Regions from separate parts of the Gossypium hirsutum genome. Here region 2 is linked to region 1. The links are chromatin contacts, called in public Hi-C maps. All regions are on one chromosome and are shown on one strand. Each heading gives the region's core, a stretch centred on a gene start, on an enhancer-like site or on the middle of the called end of the contact. The rest is flanking DNA. Distances are from core to core; before and after follow the strand shown.

Evidence for each region. A called contact is a pair of places that touch in the nucleus more often than the background predicts.
Region 2: a Hi-C map of leaf shows a contact between it and region 1, with 2.0 times the contacts expected there. The contact joins the promoter of LOC107893557 here to the enhancer-like site in region 1. A contact is called at or near these places in 2 of 34 Hi-C or Micro-C datasets (both in leaf).

What each region holds. Positions count from the first base shown.
Region 1 is chrA13:88,281,290-88,285,314 of Gossypium_hirsutum_v2.1, reverse strand. No RefSeq gene overlaps it. Among protein-coding and RNA genes, the nearest start is that of LOC107894831, 5.5 kb to the right of the region's middle. Within about 2 kb of position 2,129, at least 3 of the 9 cell types and tissues checked have an H3K27ac peak or open chromatin away from gene starts, as enhancers often do. A contact at or near this core is called in leaf, where this site is marked.
Region 2 is chrA13:88,471,762-88,475,786 of Gossypium_hirsutum_v2.1, reverse strand. It overlaps LOC107893557 (monooxygenase 1), which reads right to left and starts at 1,728. Exons shown (of 6, transcript XM_016818588.2): 1 at 1,505-1,728; 2 at 1,211-1,357. The coding sequence starts at 1,587.

The sequences.
Region 1 (4,025 bases), core at 880-3,379:
TGCTCATAGTGATAACTATGTATATGATCCTCAGACTTGAGATTGTCATTGTCCCAACATCACTAGTTGTATATTTTGATATAGTCAAACATCTACCATAACAGGTTGAACTATGAAGACTGATGTTGGATATACCACAATCCATGTAGTGGGATATGATTGATCAAGATAGGATTTATCCCTCCTACATAATTGGAGTAATATCTTAGGCCACTTGATGGAGTGAGACTAGAAATGCATGGCCATGCTCAAATATGTTAATATTAGATATCATACTTATGTTTATTGTAGTCTACTCAGAATATTAAGAAATATGATATTGGACTATACAATTGTGACTATTCCATGACTTGTTTCCAATGTAGATATAAATGATAAAAGGATATGATACATGAAAAGTTTATCACAGAAATGTTATGTCGAATCACGACTTATTGTAACTTGGGTAGTACTGATGCATTGCTAGATGTCACTCATTTCTTGTAACATTAGAAATGTTCTAGTTTTACTACAAACGTTACAAGAACTTATAGGTTCACACCCAATGGTTAAAGTGAACAAACTTCACACAAATAGAATGGGTGTATACCCTCTTACATAAAACTATGATGGATTCTTATCATTGGCGGATAAGAATCACCTAGTGGATAATATCGCTCGACGAACAATATTACCTGACGGATAGTATAACCTGGTGATACAATTCACAACTTTTTTCCAAAGTTAATATTTATGAAAGTTAGTATTCTTTTGGGAAGAATATAATTTCAATATCTTCCATGATTTTCTCTATAAAGTAAAAAGGGAATTATTCCGTTCTAATATATGATATTAATAAAAGGAAGATAATCCCTGATCATGTGGGAGTGAATAAGCAAGAAAAATTCAAAGGGTTTAGTAGCTGGATTTTGGATTCTCTTTGGAAGAGTTCAAATAGTTTTTACTATTCGTGTTTAACTAGGTGGACTACGTAGAGGCCAAGACAAATTTTTTTTTGTTGCAACTCGGACTGACATCACCCGAAGGAATTCAACCAACAACGTTATTCGCCATTCTTCAGTTTTCTAAGGTATATCTTCAACCCTATTTCAACTAGACTCGATCCTCGTACATGGATTTGTGGTTGATGATTGCTAGAATATTTTCTCCGCTGCGCCACAGGACGTACCGGCAATCCAATACCATTTGTGTCTGATCTATTTAATATGTTGCATTGCATAAAAATGTTATGCCATCTATGTCTGTTTAGTTATTGAATCTGCATGATTGTCTAATATCTGTTATGTGCATGAGGGCTAAGTTACACATTGAACTTTATTAGCTCATCCAATAATTTATCTTCTCAAGTAATCAACAAACTTAGGATCAGGCGGTGTGCGGGAGAACGGATTAGATTTTAACTAAATAAAAAGACAACTTATAATTTTAAACTTAATTCTGGACTTTTTGGACTATAAAAATGTTTTGGACTTTATTTTTTGTCTTTGGATTTTCTGCTGGATTTTGTTTTCCATAATTTGTAAATTATATGTTTTCTCATTTTGAAATCATAATTTAAAAATTAACAACTTTGAAATTTCCATTGTAAAACTAAGTAATTAAATAAGTGTTTTTTGTTGTTAAATAAATAAGTTCAACGCGTATTTTTTTGAAAAATTGTAAGAGATTTGTCAAAGTTAATATTTTCGAAACACACAATTTTCTAGTTTAAAATCTGGAGTTTAAAACGAGTTTACATAATTTTTCAAGATTCGACCATAATGTCTAAGCCGTGTGTGGGGTGTTACATATGATGATAAATGAAATATGTAATAATTATTTATTTGAAGTAAATGATTTTAATAGTTCAATTTAAATAAATAGAGAAGTACAGATTTTAAATAACTGAATAAAAATAAATTTGAAATGTACGAAAATTCTGTAAGAATGTAAAGACTTATACGGAAAAAAATACTTTCCAACATTGAAAATACATCAAGATACATAGTAAACACTATGATGAAGTAAATGTTGAATGAATGGTTTTGCAATTACAAGTTAATTAATTTTTTTAGTCAACTGAACTCCATCCACCATAGAGTTAGTACAAAAGATATGGGTCATAGCCCAAATAAATACATTGAACTGCATCTATCATAGAGTAAGTATAAAGGAAATGGGCCAAAGCCCAAATAAATACATATCAAAGCCCAATGTTTAGTTCACAAAGAAACCTTGAAATATTGTTACTTAAATAATCACCATCGCGGCAGAAGAGGAGGGGAGAGAGAGCCAAGGTCCAATGAAGCTGTCGTGCAGCTAACCTGAGAAACAACACCTCCAGGAAATTACAAGTTTTACGGTTACAAGTTGAAATCAATTTTTTTATACTGATTTATAGAAAGAATTAGCTAAGATGAATAGCCAACAAAAAATCAAAATTTATATAACAAATCTCATGCCTTAGAAAATTACAACTAATCTATTAAAAAAATTTAGTTAGAGCAACGAAAGATCAATAATTTTGTCATGAATTTTCTTTAAAGAGTTTATAAATATAATTAGAAGTAAAAGCACAATCATATTTGTAAATAATACAATCTAAAGTTAAATTAGAATATATTTAAGTAGGGCACGCAAATTAAATTTTTTTATTTCAAATAAAGATATAAAAAGAGTTTTTTCTCATTATTTGAATCAAGTTTGAATTTTAAAATTGACATTATCGTGAAGGCTTTACTTGAAATGGATGAAGACAATTGTACTTATACCAAAAAAATAGAAAACATGAAAGTTGATTAAATATTTCTTCAACTTTAACCGTAATCCGATGATATTAACAAGAATAACATAATCCTTAATCCAAACTTGAAAAAAAAAATCTGAAGCACTTGCTAATTTTCGCCCAATCAGTTGTTGCAATCTGTCTATACAATTATAGCTTGAATCATTGCTTTAAGGATGAAATTTCTCAGTTTGAAAGTTACATAATGTACACAATCTACTTTCTTTGCTGATAGAGCAATACAAGATAATATCTTATCGACCCTTGAGGCCTTCATGCCTTGAAAAAATGAAAGTGGGAGCAAAAAGGATGTACGGCTACCAAGTTAGATCTTGTCAAGACTTATGATAAAGTGAATTGATCCTTCTTCAAGAGATTAGTGGAGAGAATGGGTTTTTGTAAACGATGGTCAATAGGATTCATGAATGTATTTCAATAGTTAAATTCATACTTCTATTTATGGAGGCTAGTAAAGGTTACTTTATTTTAATAAGGGGATTATTGCAAGGAGATCACTCTCCTCTACCTCTTTCTCGTGGAGGTAAACATGTTTTCAAAGCTTTTGGAGCTACAAGGTGATTTTAAAGCATTTAAAAACAATTAAAGATGTTCTACACTATCACACTTTTTGTTTGCAGACGATTATCTATTTTTCACAAGTGTGACAAAGCGAAGTTGTGAAGTTATTTTTAGTATTCTTAACCATTTTAAGATGTTATAAGCCAATCCTTGAATGGATCAAAAACATCTATTTTATTTTCGCAAAATACCTCTTCTATTGTGAAAAACGGAATCCAAGAAAGAATAGAATTCCAATCATAAAGCCAACTTGATTTATTTGGGGCAAACATTGAGGTTTATCATGGATAAATTACATTCTAAAAATCAAAATTGGAAAGGAAGACTAGTTTCTCAAAGAGGGAGGGAGATCCTTACAAAGTCAATTGCATCCGTTATTCCCATATTTGCTATACAATGTTTTGAAATTCCATCTTTCTATCAAGGAGTTAATTCAGAGCTAAACAAATTTTGGAGGGGAGGAATGCTGGAAAATTATTTAGAAAAACATATGAAAGTTGGCATAAATGGAATTTGAAACTTTTTTTGTACTATAGATTTTTCCGTGATTTTTAAAATAATAAATTTGATTAAATAAGTGTTAATTTGTGTTCCAAAGATAGCTGCATATGGGTTTTGGAAATGTGTATAGCTTTTCTGATAAACTCAAATTGAAGTTCAAAATCTTTAAGCTCTTAATTAA
Region 2 (4,025 bases), core at 479-2,978, 190 kb before region 1:
TTTTCACCATCTACTGTCAACAATTCCAATGAAATAAAAACTTTAATTTTTTAAATGGTATCGCGGATGTGTGAGACGTTTATTTCCTGTCATAAATATTTTTAATTTTCATTTTTTTTGTATTTGTATAATATTTATTTAAAAATATTTTATATTTTCTTACGGCTTGATAGGTTGATGATATTTAAGAATATTGTAGAAAATAACTCATTTTGTAATTAATCTAAATTTTATACAATTTTCATAATTAATTAATTTTTATATTATATTAATAAAAAATCAGAATAAATCATTACATTTTAGAAAATATTACATACAGATGGAATGTAATAAAATATAAAAAAAAATTAGTTGTGAACATATATTAGTGGATCGATCCGGTATAAGAAATGGAAACGAGAACGAAAGTCGTTATTTACTTGGAACGTAATACGATATGGTAGTCTTCTTTAGTTCATAGGCACGAAATGATTTATTAAAATATAATTTTTTATAATGTAATATGTATTTCAATTTAATTAAAATAATATGAATATACCGTTTACCTCTGTAAAAATTTTAAAATTTTAAAATATATTAAAAATCTTATCACACATACATATTTGTTTGAGAATTAAAAAATTAAAATATAAATGCATGTTTTAAAATAATATAAATATATGATAAATTTAAATATAAATATGTATTTAGAAATAATATAAATATATAATAAATTAATATTCGGTTAACTTATACTAACAAAAGTTTTATTAATAATATAGATATATTAAATTTTATTTGGTTGGATAAATCTTTATATTTTTTTAGCATTAATAATATTTATTTGTTTTGTATTATTTTAACAAAGTTAAATATTTAATGAAGGTTTTTTACTTTTGCTACTTTCAAAAAGAAATAAATTATATTAAAAAATAAATAATTCAAAAAAAAATTAAAAAAATAAATTTAAAACAGTTTTGCACGAGTTTGGAGATATTAACAGTGACTTATATTTTCTTAAAGGCAAAAATATGTGAATAAATTCTGTTTATTTTCTTTTCTTAAAAGAAAACACTTCAACTTCAATTTTTTTTTTCTGTTTATGGTAACTCTGCATTAGAATTTTCAGTCGTCGTTAGAGAAGTAAAGCTTCAAGATTTAGAAGACATCTAAAATATTTTAATTAAACTATTTAAGTAGAACTTTTGAAGAGAGTGCTAATTAAGCTTACGATGGAATTTCAGTGCAAGTCTGCCGAAGCTTGGCGGCAACACCCAACTGATCAAGTGCACGCCACCCATTCGGTTGCATAATGATGCCAACGCCGGCGGCTCGCAGCGTTTCCGATCTCTCTAACACCATGCTCTTTATTCCTTTCCTGCAAAATACAACAAACACATACTACTTATTCACTGTATACTGAATGCGTTGATAGCTTCTCCCTTCAAGTGTCCGGAAAAGGAGCGAGTTTTATGAACAAAGAAAAATATGGGGGGAAGGAGGAAGAGGCGGAAGAGTGGAGAACCTGCGAAGAGCAAGGGCGGTAGCCAAGCCAGAAATACCACCGCCGACGATGACGATGTCCTGTTCTTGTTCACTAATATTCATGACTACTTAGTTTGCTGGTGAAAAGGGCAGGAGGGCTTTATAGATGGAATGCTTCAGCACCGTGTCTGTTTTAGATATCTTCTGAATCCACCATAAATTTTGATACAAACATATTTTATTATTAGACAAAGTCTGCTAACTGTTTTTTGAATGAAAAATTCTAAAAATTATAAAATAGTGATTTAATAATTAATAATTTAATTTTAATTAATTATTTAAAATTTTACAAAATATCACCCATTAATAAAATATTTAATTACTCAACTATAAAAATTTACAAAATGATCATTTAAATATTTAATTTTATCTTTTTAGTAACTAACCGATTAAATGGTCGTAGCTTTTAAAATTGACATAATAATAACTTTAACTCTTAACAATTACACATTGTATAATTTTCATGACAAAAAATAAAATAAAATTATTAAATAAATATTTTATAACTTTTCATAATTATTTAATTAAATTTTTTTTTGTTATTAACAGCTTTTCTTAATTAAATGTTCAAAATAGAAATTCAATAATTAGTGGTAATATAATTTATCTTTAACTATCACTATCGTTTCCCAAAAGAAAAAATAGATTTAGCATCATTTTCTTTTGTTTTGTTTTTTAATCATAATTTATATTTTAAATGTTTGACTTTTACATATTAATCAAAGTTGAACCGTATTTTTTTATAAAAGTATATTAAAATTAATTAAATATAAAACTAGGGTGGAAAATAAATTAATTATGAAAATAAAATGCTTGCTGTATTATTGGGTGAGGTCTGATATATTGAGGGCACCACTCTACTTTTTACTCAATCATTCAACAATCACGACATTTTTTTAAAAAGATAATCTTTTTTATTGGTGTCGCCTTTGTGTCAAGTGATACCAATATATATTTTAAAAAATACCTATATTTTCATGGATATACACATCGAAAAAAAAGAAAAAAAAATATTTTTTATTGATGCCGCTTAAGACATCGACTGTACTACTGTAATTTTTTTAAAAAAATGCTCACCAAAAAAAGTAGTTGAAGAAGAGAAAGGAAAGAAAAATGCCTGCTACTGTTTTATTTCATTGTTGGGGAACTAAATTAAAAGAGAAACTTTGGGAAATGAAACTTACTCAGCTACCATTTTGTCTCACTACCATCTACCATTTTGTTTTACTACTAGCTGCGGTTCTTTTTAAGTAGTGTTGCCGGGGTCTCAGGCGGCATCAATAATTTTTTTTTTACCTTCAACTATTTCTTTTTGATAGGGAGTTATTAAAAAAAAAATTGAGCGATGCTATCGTTGTGTCAGCCGGCACCAATAAAAGATTTTTTTCGTTTTTTTAACATGTATACATGTGAAAATACATGTGTTTTTAAAAATACATATTGGTGCTACCAGACACAATGGCAACAAAACAAAAATTATTTGTTTTCAAACGTCATGATTAGGCAAAAAGTGAGGTGGTGCCGCCTGACACACTGATAACACCAAAGAATACTGTAACAAACACCTCATTTTAATAATTAATTTGTCCCTCACCCTATTTTTGTAATTTTTTAATATTATTTTTATAAAAAAACTTCAATCCCTTGATTGTTGAGGGACATATAATTTTTTATTGTTGAGGGATATATAATTTTTTAAGGGTAAGTATACAAATTTAGCACTTAAGTTATACATCTTCTCACATGTAGTATTTAAAAATAAAAATAAACATTTTAAAGATGCCAAAGTTTTTATATTCTTTTTAAAATTTAAAATTTAGTCTCTATACTTTAATTTTGAGACATTGAACCTTTTTACTTTGTTTGATTTTTTGGTTTGTTTATCTAATTTTACTATTAAAGTTAACAATATCAAAGGTAAAATAGTTTTTTTAGCCCTCCATTAGAATTTTATTGGCTTTGGTGGCACAATTGGATTTGGAACTAGTTCAGTTGGATGTAAAAATTAGTTTTTTACATTGAGACTTGAAAGAGGAAATCTATATGGCTCGGTTAGAAGAATTCAAGGTTGCTGGAAAAAAAATTTAGTGAGAAGGTATATGCATGATCTGGGAAATGAGCATTGGCAAGCTGTGAAATGGATTTTGCGATATGTCCATAACACAATGGATATTGGATTGGTGTTTGAGCAAGAAGATAATGAGAGTGTGGTTAGATATTATAATTCAAACTATGCTGATGATCTAGACAAATGACGATCAACTACTAGTTATGTGTTTACTCTTGTAAAGGTGTTGGTTTGTTGGAAGTTTACTTTACAGTCAACAATTGTCTTATCTACTATAGAAGTGGAGTATATGGCAATCACAAAAGTTGAAAAGAGGCAATTGTTGGAAAAAAAAGTTTTAAAAAATGTAGCAGAAAATAAAATTAGGGAAAACATAGTATTAAATTTTTTTTCAAAACAAGATCTTGGTTGTGATAGCTAAAGTAATAAAAAC